Linked DNA regions of Zea mays: region 1 is linked to region 2. A link is a contact called in public Hi-C data. All regions are on one chromosome and are shown on one strand. Each heading gives the region's core, a stretch centred on a gene start, on an enhancer-like site or on the middle of the called end of the contact. The rest is flanking DNA. Distances are from core to core; before and after follow the strand shown.

Region 1 (3,122 bases), core at 65-2,564, 340 kb after region 2:
ATAAATTTAAAGCATATTTATCATTCCTCTCCTATTTTTACTCCTCTATCTCAGCATTCAATCTACTTATAGCCTGTTGCTCTAGTTACCCTATATTTTAGCCTACTGATGTAACACGAGTGAAGCACATGTGGGGCTGAATGAAATATTTATGGCTCGATAACTCGCTCGACTAGGATCGTTATTGGCTCGTTTCGACTCGGCCCGTCTTAATTTTGTAGTGAGCCGACAATATTCTAGCTTGGTTCTCTAATAAGCCATCTCAGGCTTGCTCGTGAGCTAGCTCATGAGTTAGGTGAACCAAGCCACAACACAAGTTTGTCTAATCGTCGGTGTGGCCTCGTCTCTCATAATCTTGCCCCTCTCGTAGTTATGATCTATAATATGAATATGTGTGGATGTGCCATGTAATTAAATTTTGCATTATTGCACTGTTGCATGGCTACATACTTGCATTGCATATTTAATATTTGATTATTGGTTGTGGTTTTGTGAACTTATAGTTGTTAACATCATACATCATTAGTGTTGTGCAATGAAATATTACATGTTTGTGCAATGGATGATGGATTGCACTATAATGATGCTTGTTGCTATTTTGTTATAATAAGGGTCTGTAAATCTATAACTCTAACGCACATTTGATTGTTTGATTTAATATTGAAAGTTATAACCTAGGATGATAAAATGACAATAATGTTACAATAGTTTTTAGATCCGGAGTGTTAAACACTTAAATTATGAACATGTTTTCTGTTGTATATATTTATGTATACGAATCTCCGTGTTGAGTTGGTGTAACTCGTAAGCCTATTAAACTGGCTCGAGCTATCTAACAAACTAAGACGATCCCACTATTTAATTTGTTAGTATAACGAGTCGAGCTAGTTCGGCTCAGCAATGAAACATAACAAGCTGAACTGTCTTGCTGCATATGGACCATCGTAGACAATATCGGTCGGTAAGTATCGATAACCGGTAAAATTTACCCGTACTCACCGAGAAACGAAAACTGGATCGGTTTCTACTGAATTTCGGTTTAGAATTTGAAAACATAAAAAAATCAAATTTTGGTGAATAAAACAGTTTTCGAAAATTGAAAAAGAAATTGTAATCCCTGATATGGACCCGTTGTCCGCGATGCCCCTTGTGCGTGGCACCATGTCCGAATCACGTCCCTATGCGTGGGGCCCAACGTGACACCCGAATCCCCGCTGCCATGTGCCATCCATCCATGTCCATCAATCATTTTATTCATGTTGTAGGTAAACGGTTGTCTCTCCAACGCCGCACCGAACAAATAAAAATATATAATTAATTTAGTGCACACGGAGTGGGGAAACGAAAAGGAAAGCTCTCTCATTGCCAAATTGCCCCCGACTCAAGCCCCCCGCGCCGCCGGCGTTGGTGGAATCGATCGACCCGGCCTCGCCGGACAATCCACCAGCGTTGGTTTCACCTCAGGTACCGACCTTGCTCTGACCCACGCCCATCTGGACCTTGTTCTCTCAATCATTGCGTGGTGCTCGCCGTGGCAGCGGCGCGCTTCCTGATCTGTTCTCGGGTTCCCCGCACGGCGCAGGTGGGAATCGTATCCCTGGACGACGAGGGGCTTGGGGCTAGCTACCACAACGTTCTGAGATGGTCTTGTCGTACACCAGCTGTTTGCTGAATTTTCTCTGGGCTCATGGTGTTCCCTTTTCTTTTGAGACGACTTTTGCCCCTTTGTCCCCAGCCATGAGAACATCGTCTGAAAAAACTCGGTTGAATGTGGGACTTCACTGTCCATGCTACCTCTGTGACGCCACTCAACTTCATTTGGATAGGTTTTGCAACCTAATTTGCTCAAGCAGGGCAGATAGCATGACTGGTATCGTAAGAGTCTTAGCAAGTGAAACTCAGGACAAGGATAAGCCCGTCGCAGGAGGATATCATGGCATGCCCATGTCTTCGAATGGTTAGGTAGGAGTGCTAGCACATCCTAGAGTCTTTTTTGTGCAAGAAATTCAGCTAGTTGCCTTGTCGGAGATGATATTCCTGATTTGTCCGGTGTTGTTGATTTAGTGTCACTTGCAACTTGGATCTTGAATTTTAAGCAACATCTTAGATTATCCTGTGATCTTTAAAGTTAATGCAGATGTCAGTGCTAGCTGTCAGAAGGCTTCACTTAAGACCCTTGCTTGCTGGTGTGATGTAGTCATTACATAGGCAGAAGAGGTATCATGTGTGATTGTGCTTAGGAATGTTACAAGGTCAGTTTGATGGACATGGCAGGTCTTGTTGCAACACTGTCAGGCACGATTATGGCGAGGTAAACTACTAGGATGTGAAAAGAAGTTGGAGAGCACTGCGAAGACATGGATCATAGTGAAAACACTAATTGTGTATAGTGGCATAATTGATTAAGTACATGATGGCTTTAAAGCCACAGACTAAAGGTGACGCAGTAAACATATGAACCATGATTTGGTGGTGATGATGGTTGGGGATGGGTCTTTGCTAATTAGCATATGTTTTTTTTCTCTCTTTCAGCCACTATCTTATAACTGGGAAACATCAGTTATTTTTTGTGACTTAAAGCATCCATATGAGTGAATTATCTTTGTGAATGAGCATGTATTATCAGATGCATTGATACAATATGATGATCTGCACTAGCATTCAACTTCTGAATTTTCACATCTAATATCGAGTTTTTGGTGTTTTGGTAGGTTTTTGTGCATGGAAGATGACAATGAGGTCACTGGAGAGTCACCTGTGGCTGATGAATGGGATATGTTGTCCCTGACTTCATCAATATATGCTAGCCCATTATTCCGAAGAGGATTTGATCCAATTAATTTGCCTGGATATGGGAATGTGATTAATATTCAGGAAGGCACACAAACTGGATTAGTCATGTCAGATGGCTTCGTGTTCCCTCCAAGTGAGCATGAAAATTTGCCAATAGAACCAGAGCATGAGGATTTGCCAATAGAACCAGGGCATGATGAATCAAATACAAACAGCGTTGAAAAGGAAAGTAGTTGTGCTGGAAATAACGATGATGACTGGTGTCATGTTTCACCTGAAGAAATCGATGACGTAAGTAATGAAAATCTAGCTGACAACAGTGACTTGCC
Region 2 (2,863 bases), core at 22-2,521:
AAAGCATATGAACAAATAACATAAGAATACCCTATGTGTCTCTACGAGATCGTAGGTTCAAGAATCATTAACATCGGAGTTACAATTAGAAAGATATGATTTTCCGAAGATCTACGTGATTAAATATTAAACTATATTATAAATTGGTTAATCTACATCATATAAGAAAATATACTGTAAATAATTAATTTAACTTTAATATGGATTATAACTTGTTTACAAATCATATTATATTCAAATTTATAATTATAGACATGCTAACCCTGATTAGTAAAATAAATCTACTACTCAAAGGGTAAACAAATATCTGATTATAACAGTATGTGATATATCAAAGTATGGTTCGATACTGTGTAGAAAATTTTATTACAAAGGCAACACAAATGGAACGGACTAAAACAGAGTTAAAACCTATAATTATGAATTTTCTAAGATTCAAGAATTACTTCTATCCTAGAAACCATTATTTTGGATTTATTTTATGTAATTCGGTAAACTTTGAACTGTGGATTAATTTTAAAATATGTGTATGGGATAAGTTATAAATTTTAGGACCTAATTTTAATAACCTTAGAACTGCAGCGGATGGAGAGTTCAAATCCTAAAACCTGAAGGTCTCTTTTGCGACTTCAGCATAACCGAAGGGGTACGATATCACTAGGGTCGTCTGATCTGGAGTCTAGTGACTAGATTAGATAGCTCATAACATTGAATCGGTATCTAGCAGTAGCCCTAGGATCTCAATAGGACGCTCCATATTTTCAAATATCGCGATCTTCTCTTGCCACCCCAACGATGGTGTGATCGGTTTCTAATGCTGACAAGAGTTAAAAGAGACGTATACTATGACATAGCTATGGATGTCTTGCCAATGATGTGGGCGAAGGCGAGGCCGGATACCATCGCGACGCGGCATCACGGAGGCAGTGTCCCTCCGACGAGTGATCTTGCCAACACGGTCGTTCTCCTTGGCAGCAGACTTCGATTGCTCAGTAATGGTGAGACCATAGGTCTCAACTATCAGAGGTCTCCCAGCTTTGACGAAAGCTAGGAGCAGGTCCGGTATTTATACCCATGGGCGGGTACCTGTGGCTATCCAATCGGGGTATTATCCATCGATTAGCAACAAGCTCGCGCTTGTATCGTAACAGCTCACAGTGTTGATTGAAAACGCCAAGGCGATCGGATCCCATGCGTCTGTATCGGTGTCCACAATAAACTGGAGGAGAGACGCGACGAGGAGGTCCCATATGTCACTGAGATACAACTGACATCATTGCTGATGTCCACGTGACGCAGACTCCAGCCAAAAACAATAAAATAATAGAAGCACATCGTATGACCTACGCTTGCTGGGTGAAGTGGGCTGGATGAGCTTGATCAGGCTCATGCGGAGGTATGTGTATTTTTCCTTTTTTTGTTTTCAGATTTCCAAACTAAGTTTGAATTGCAAAGTTTAAATTTAAATGCGCAATTAGAAAATCTTCAGCATGAATGCAACGTGTTTATATTCTTTACTTTACTCATTTATGCTTCAATTATGCAAAACCCACATGGTTTTCTTTACTGGAGATATTATTTATTTATTATTTTTATATGTGATCAGATTGAAAGCTAACTAAAAAAAGGGTATTCATTACTCACATATTTTAGGAGGTAATTTTATAATCTTTACTGAGTTGTTTTAATTTAAATATTTTTAGAGAGTGCGTATAGTTCAGAAGGGGAATAATACATGATTGAAAGGCTTTCTTTTATTTATTGTCCCAACCTTTAGTTTTAGGTTTTCGATCAAGGTTTTGAATACCAAAGTATTAACATTATTATTCGGAGGGATATAATTTATAAAGGAAAGAAGTCATTATTAGAAGACATTTTTTATCCTAAACCTCTAGGAAAAGCTTTAAAAATCAAAATAGGATTTTGGGTGTTACAGTAATTGCTAATAAAATTTTGACCAACTTATTAAAAACAATCCTCAGCTTTAACCATTCTCGTTGATAAGCCTTACACTTCACATGAGCCCCACCGTAAGTGAACTCATGCACATTTTCCCCACAACTTATTGAGCGATGAACGTATGTGAGCTCACCCTTGCTGTACTGACACCCTCCCTAGGTCAAGGACAGGTACCACCAAGATGAGGAACAAGAAGGATGTCGCTATGAGTTCGTGAGAGGTCTAGGTTGTCGTCTCCCAGTCAACTATGGTTGCTGGATCTTTGTCTTCATATGATGTAATCATTTAGCTATTTTGTACAGAACTCCTACTATGTAGTAATGATGTGACAATCGTTTCTATACCATGAGTCATCATATGTGTGAGACTTGATCCTACACACATTTGATTCGTGCCTGAATTTGCCCTTAAATCCATATGTGACACATTTTCTCTTTAGTTTTCCTGTTTCAGCTCAAACTGGCACCAAAACGCACTTTTCGCTAGAAACTGAGTTAAAGCGTAAACCAAAGTTCTATAGATATTATAAAAGGTACATGCAACATACAAATGCTCAAACCTCTCATACTTAACTTTTTTCATCATATTGCTCCTTTTGGCATGTTTGAGGTCGATGTTAGACTCCAAGTCACATAACTTGGTTGATTTAGCCATTTCTTGAGCTACAACACTTTCCAATGGTCACTTAGAACATTTTCAAACACAAGAGTAACCCAAACTCCAAATCTAAGTGCATTGAGCTCTTTGGGCACTTCGATGTTCTAACTTTGATACTTATTTACCTTCTAGTGACCATGACTCCACTCGAGCTAGGATCTTGAGCCTTATGACTTAAACAATAAGCATTACCTCAATGATTGTAAGTCACGTCCTTATGTTATGGTCTTCAATGCACCGTGTCCCT

What was found. Hi-C and Micro-C count contacts between places; a contact is called where the count stands out from the background.
Region 1: a Hi-C map of ear shows a contact between it and region 2, with 2.1 times the contacts expected there. The contact joins the promoter of LOC100278673 here to the enhancer-like site in region 2. A contact is called at or near these places in 2 of 25 Hi-C or Micro-C datasets (ear and leaf).

The regions. Positions count from the first base shown.
Region 1 is chr7:36,511,004-36,514,125 of Zm-B73-REFERENCE-NAM-5.0, forward strand. It overlaps LOC100278673, which reads left to right and starts at 1,315. Exons shown (of 3, transcript NM_001151872.1): 1 at 1,315-1,464; 2 at 2,712-3,122. The coding sequence starts at 2,722.
Region 2 is chr7:36,173,695-36,176,557 of Zm-B73-REFERENCE-NAM-5.0, forward strand. No RefSeq gene overlaps it. Among protein-coding and RNA genes, the nearest start is that of LOC109941008, 59 kb to the left of the region's middle. Within about 2 kb of position 1,272, at least 14 of the 20 cell types and tissues checked have an H3K27ac peak or open chromatin away from gene starts, as enhancers often do. A contact at or near this core is called in ear and leaf, where this site is marked.